Linked DNA regions of Mus musculus: region 2 is linked to region 1. A link is a contact called in public HiChIP or PLAC-seq data. All regions are on one chromosome and are shown on one strand. The core of a region is the stretch at or near the end of the contact, and the rest is flanking DNA. Distances in the headings are between cores, read along the strand shown.

Region 1 (2,908 bases), core at 195-2,694:
GCAGGCTGCCATCCTCGCCATGTGACATGCAGGTGGCTCTGAGGTTGCAGCATTTTTGGGTCCTCTGGGTCCAGTTCAGGACTTGGACTGCTTCTCAGAGGACTCAGTCCTGTCCCCAGAGCTCGTGAGTCTGAGTGTTTGGGACACAAGTAGGTAGGAAAGCCTCTGAGAAGGAGCCATCAAAGCCACCAGAGATGGAGCAGACCTTGGTGGTCTGGTTTTTTGTTTGTTTCCTTTTTTTTTTTTTTTTTTTTTTTTTTTTGGGTTTTCCAGATAGGGTTTCTCGTGTAGCCCTGGCTCTCCTGGAACTCACTCTGTAGACCAGGCTAGCCTCGAACTCAGAAATCCGCCTCCTCTGCCTCCCGAGTGCTGGGATTGAAGGCATGCGCCACCATGCCCACCTGGTGGTCTGTTTTTAAATTTTTTTTTTTAGATTTATTTATTTATTTCATGTATGTGAATAATGTAGCTGTCTTCAGACACGCCAGATCCCATTACAGATGGTTGTGAGCCACCATATGGTTGCTAGGAATTGAACTCAGGACCTCTGGAAGAGCAGTCGGCGCTCTTAACCACTGAGCCATCTCTCCAGCCCCTGGTGGTCTGTTTTAAGACAGTGAAGATGAAATAGTTCTAGGCCTGAGGGGTTCCTATCCTGGCAGGGTTCAGGTTGAGGAGTTGGGTCCTCAAGAGGGACCAGGGATGCTGTCATTAGGCAGGCCTCGCTTGCATCAGGATGGGGATCCTAGAAGTGGTCTGTACTGTGGTTCCCACCTCGCTGAACATGTAGGATAGTGGGATGCACTACGGAGTCCTCACATCCAGGGCTTAGCATCTACCACCAACAGGGTGGCTGCTGAGCCTGCATTGCTGGGGATACCTTTGGCGCTCATTGTCCCTAGGTTCCCAGCAGGACCTTGAACAATGAGTGGTGTTCCCCTTTCTCCACAGTGGGGGATCTTCGAGACTTTGTTAGGAGCCACCTGGGGAACCCCGAGCTCTCCTTTTACCTATGTAAGTCTCTGTTCCTCAGCTGGCCCTGCCTCCATCTGGCACGACCCTTTTTCCCTCGTTTTAGTCTGCAAAGTGTGACCTTCTCTCTGGGATGGGATTTAAGATAGCTTTTGCTCTAGGAGCCAAGTTGTCTAGCTCTCCAATCCTGGGTCCCTTGCAGGGAGCTGATATCAGTGCCCAGCTCCCCAGTTTGGCCTTTTTCCCAGTCTCACCCTGTGACTCAAGCTGCAAGGGGGACTGGATCCAGGAACAGGGTTGTCACCAGGGTGACGAGGACCCCTGTGAGCAGCAGAGGTGGGTGGACAGCCTGTGACCTGAGATGTGATTCACAAGTCCTACTGAGGTCTGTCTGCCCTGACACATGGGGCCTACCAGTGTCCTAAAAGACAGCCCCCTCTCTCCACAGTCATCGCTCCACCCAAAATGGTCCTGGATGACCACACGCTGACTCTCTTTCAGGTACTGCTTTCCTCACGGGAGGGCGTTGCTGGGCTGACTGTACTGGGAGGGCAGGGCGCCATGCTGCGGTTGGGTTGGGAAGGAGTGCCCTGGCAGGCGCTGTGGTGGGTAATAAAGCCTTTTAGAGCCGGTGAATTCAGAGGGAGCAGTGCGCCTCTGAAGTTGTTTCTGACAGGGCTTTCCAGCCTCCTCCGCTTCCTGCCTGGCCCCGGGGTGGGGATGGGCCTGCCCAACTAGCTGGCCTGCTGTCCTCAGCTGGGGCCGTCTGGAGGTCCTGGCCCCTGGGCTGCTGTATGACACCAGCTCCTTAGCCTCTGGGTGAGGAAGAGGCCTTGGCAGCCTGGTCTAGGAGTGGTACCAGGCCTCAGGAGGGCTGGGGTCTCCCGGGGTCCTTAGCTGCCTTTAGCTGTCATCTCTGCCTCTTTCCCTAGATCTCCTGCCTGTCTCAGGTAGGAGTGTGTAGTTGGCCCCAGGCTTTTCCACGGGGCCTCCAGAGGCAGACACTACTTGACCCTGCACCCTGCAGAGCCAATTGGAATGAATGCCTTGTCTTCCCATTCCCCCCCCCCCCCCCAGCATCTGGGACCTCCTTAGTCCCTCTAGTCTAATGGTTTCCTTTTCAAAGTCTTTAGATATTTTAATTAACAACAGAGGTGCCTGAAGGCCTCTACAAAAGTCTGGGTTGGGGGTGACAGGCTCCACTGGCTGCCTAGAACTGCCACCATTGGGGTGAGACAGGGCAAGGAACAAGCTGGAAGCTCACCAGGGACTGTACATTTAGGGAAGTGCAGCCACATGGCTCTGCTGTAAGGGAAAGCAAGGAGGTGTCCCAGAGCAGGCCTGTGACCCCATGATCCCCTTCTTGGCTTATGAACCTCCAGGCGCCAGCTCTCTTTCTTCATCTCTGCCCCTCCCTACCTCCCTGGCCAGTGTGTTGATAAACACTGAATCTGTAAGATGCTTTGGGATTGAGGCCAGTGCCCAGGCCCCTCCCCTAGTCTGGGTTCACATGCCCCCTCCCCAAGCCCCAGTGTGCCTCTCACCCGCCTCTGCCTGATTCCTGGTGACACTCTGCCCCTGCTACCAGCAGCCGTCTCCTTTCATCTGTCAGCTCTGTCTGGAGCCACGGGGCCTCCCAAGGGGTGGCATCCCTTCCTGCTGCTGAGGGAAAGAAGCCCGCTCCCCTCCCGTAGGTGAGCAGGCAGCAGCCCTTGAAGCTGCAGCGTTCACAGCTCTGTCTTTGGCAGGGCTGGGCTCTGCTGCCCAGGGGTGGTCTACATTAGACTATGTGGGATGCCAGTAGCCCAGGAGAGCAGGGGCTTTCGGAGGGCATGGGGGCAGGGAGAACTAAACCACAGAGAGGTAGGGTGCAGAGCCCCACCTGCACTGTGAATTTTCTGGGCCTGAGCCCTAGGCCCCCCGCTGTCCCCAGCCA
Region 2 (3,122 bases), core at 573-3,072, 190 kb after region 1:
GACAGCACGTTAGCTGAATAACATCAGAGCTTGTTGGGTGTAGCTAGGCTGTGCTAGAAAGGAAACTTCCAACACTAATTACATCTGATAGACGGAAAGATGTCTCAGAGTTAATCATCTTGGCTCTGATATCAGAATTGATCAGAACAACAAACCAAAGCCAAAGGAAATAGGAAATAGAACAACAACCACTACCAACCACCACCACCACAACAACAACAATGGAGAAAATCAAATCCTAAGTTGGTTCTTCACAAAGATCAGCAAAATATTGATAGAACTGATAAGCCTCCAGTGAGGCTGGTCTAAGGTAAAGGGGAGGCCATCAAATGACCAGTGTCATAAGAAGCCTTTGCTATCCACTGACAGGCAGTAAGATTACAGGAACCAGGGACAGGGACAAAGTGGACAGAGGAGATCAAAGTACCAAAATGGACAGAAAAAAAAATCAGAGGAAAACCTAAACAAAACAAAACAAACAGGGCTGGTGTGATGGCTCAGTGGGTAAGAGTACCCGACTGCTCTTCCAAAGGTCCAGTGTTCAAGTCCCAGCAACCACATGGTGGCTCACAACCATCTGTAATGGGATCTGGTGCCCTCTTCTGGAGTGTCTGAAGACAGCTACAGTGTACTTACATATAATAAATAAATAAATCTTAAAAACAAACAAACAAAACAAAACAAACAAACAAACACAAACCAGTGATAAATCCAAAGAAGCTAGGATCAAAAGCCATATTATGGCCGCCATTCAGAAGTCCAGTCCACAAAGGCCCTTCCCCAGGGTGGTCAGGGCTGGCCACAGAGCTGAGGGGTCTGGATGAGACAGAGTGGAGGGTGTGGATGTGTGTGTCCATCTGGATTACATCGTCTGACTTGATGACACTGTAAGAACAGGCCCTTGCTTTCACCAAGTGTAAGTTACTACAATCAACAGGAGAGACAAGCATGGTGGGTTTTGTTTGCTTGCTTGCTTTCTTTCTTTCTTTCTTTCTTTCTTTCTTTCTTTCTTTCTTTCTTTCTCTCTCTTTCTCTCTCTCTCTCTCTTTCTTTCTTTCTTTCTTTCTTTCTTTCTTTTTTCTTTCCCTTGAGATAGGGTCTCTCCATGTAGAGATGGATGTCCTGCAGTGTTATGGGGATCAGGTTGGCCTTGAAATCATGGTACTCTGTCTGCTTCTGCAAGCTGATGGCAGAGGAAGGTGGACATTGCTCGCCACCACACCAGCCCTTGGCTGCTCTCCTTGATCTCCTCATCCCAAAGTCTCTGGACATGCCCTCTGGGCTTGGATGTTTGCTGTCCTTACTACCACCACGATCTGCTTTCAAACCATTGACCATTCCTCCCCCAGGGAATGCAGGGCCAAGTTTGTTTGATGTGGTTTCAATCCTGAGGACCTGTAATGGTTCTTGTCTGCAGGAAACACTCAGCATGGGTGACTGCCTTGGGAATGGTACCTGTCTATGTCCTGTTGGAATCTGGCCACCTGTGCCTTGAGCTTCATCTCTTCTTCCTGCAGCGTGTGAATCTGAAAGTCTTTGGAGACAGTCTCCTTGGACATCTGCGTGATCTGGGCGTCCCAGGCAGCTTTCAGAGCTGCCGCATCTTCACGAAATCTGCACGGGAAGAGTTTGGGAGTGCAGTGAGCGTCTCCTGTTCTCTCTCGTGCTCCCATACAGACCCAGAGGAGCACACACACAGTTGGCCAGCCCTCTCAAAAAGCCACATTAGAAGGCAAACCATTGCCTAATTTAAGACCATGGTTCTACTCAGGAAGAAACATCCAGCAGCCAGCCAAGCTACTGTTAACTAATTGACTATAAAGGGCCAAATTACGCAAGGGGGAAAGGTGATCTGTACACACAGCCTGTGGGACTGAGGAAGTGCTGCTGGTGAGTCACCTCTGCATCTTTCACTGTGCCCAGTCCAGCACCTAACACACTTCAAGAAGACTCTAGAGGCCACACATTAGCTTGACAGTCAAGTGTTGCTGGGCAAACCGCCCAAACACGCAAGCTTTCCCAAAAAACACACATCAAGTGACACTTTCAGGAGAGGCCATCTAACCAAGACCATCCCTGCTCACGGAAAACCTGCCTTTGTCACACGGTGCACCAAAGACCACACCCCTGGGAACAGACCTTCTGGGGCTCTGTGCTGATGGGCTGTCCCGTGTGGGCATGACAAGCAGAAGGTGAGTAGCTGCCCTGAATCAAGAGCCAGGTGTTGAGTCTCAAACCTGCCCTGGAACAGCATGGAGAGCCACTGTGCCACATCTCACACGCTCTGGGAGTACTGAAAACAGGACACACGAGGCAGCCACTTTCAGTCACTTTGGGCAAGCCCACCTGACTCTGCCTTCTGAGCCGGTGTCTGGTACTGAGGAAATGCTCCTGGAAATGCCCTCAGCAACACTTCTCACCAGGCTGCTTCCCAGGCCGGCATTCCCAGGGTCAGCACAGAAACACCTGGTCCAGTGACCTGTGTCCACTGTGGCCTCCTTCACATTCTACCTCCTTTCCCCAACACGTGGCCTGACTTAGCTGCCAGTATGACTACTGCCGTCTTACAGTGAAGACCAGTAGACTCTGACTGCTCCAAGTGGAGCAGACATGCCACTAGCAAACCTGTGTCTTTATCCTAATCATACATGTGTGCAAACCCACCGAGAGGGCAAGCACTGAGCACTGAGGTTGTCACAGAATGCCAGCACATGCTGGACAGAGGTGGACTGGTCACCAAACTCCCCACAAGTAAGAAGAGAGATTCAAATTTGGGTTTTCTGAACATGTTCTTTTGAGATGGGGTTTCAGTTAGCAGCCTAGGCTGGCCTCACCTTAAGAGCTCTGAGATTACAGATACATGTCACCCTGCCCTGTTTTCTACTGTCAGGGAAATGCCCTGTCTGTAGTAGTAACCCCCCCCCCCCTTTTTTTTTTGGTTTTTTTGAGACAGGGTTTCTCTGTGTAGCCCTGGCTGTCCTGGAACTCACTTTGTAGACCAGGCTGGCCTGGATGTGACACACTATAATTCCAGGAAGCTAAGGCTGGAGGATTATGAGTTCCAAGCTAGCCAGGACTATACAGAGTGAGACCCTGTCAAAACACAAAGTCATTTAGTTTAA

What was found. HiChIP or PLAC-seq counts read pairs in DNA pulled down with a chosen protein or histone mark.
Region 2: a FOXA1 HiChIP or PLAC-seq map of pancreatic cancer cells shows a contact between it and region 1. The contact joins two enhancer-like sites. A contact is called at or near these places in 4 of 39 promoter capture datasets (the 3T3-L1 cell line, embryonic stem cells, liver and 1 more), 1 of 15 datasets of contacts at CTCF or cohesin (large pre-B cells), 13 of 484 Hi-C or Micro-C datasets (B cells, the C10 cell line, CD8 T cells and 7 more), 4 of 115 datasets of contacts at active chromatin or transcription factors (astrocytes, bone marrow-derived dendritic cells, double positive thymocytes and 1 more) and 4 of 9 other capture datasets (adipose tissue, embryonic stem cells, liver and 1 more).

The regions. Positions count from the first base shown.
Region 1 is chr11:120,702,652-120,705,559 of GRCm38.p6, forward strand. It overlaps Aspscr1 (alveolar soft part sarcoma chromosome region, candidate 1 (human)), which reads left to right. Exons shown (of 16, transcript NM_026877.2): 11 at 952-1,014; 12 at 1,421-1,473. Among named protein-coding and RNA genes, the nearest start is that of Cenpx, 9.7 kb to the right of the region's middle. Within about 2 kb of position 1,445, at least 74 of the 459 cell types and tissues checked have an H3K27ac peak or open chromatin away from gene starts, as enhancers often do. A contact at or near this core is called in pancreatic cancer cells, where this site is marked.
Region 2 is chr11:120,896,354-120,899,475 of GRCm38.p6, forward strand. It overlaps Ccdc57 (coiled-coil domain containing 57), which reads right to left. Exons shown (of 19, transcript NM_027745.1): 8 at 1,456-1,614. Among named protein-coding and RNA genes, the nearest start is that of A430102A20Rik, 35 kb to the right of the region's middle. Within about 2 kb of position 1,823, at least 36 of the 459 cell types and tissues checked have an H3K27ac peak or open chromatin away from gene starts, as enhancers often do. A contact at or near this core is called in pancreatic cancer cells, where this site is marked.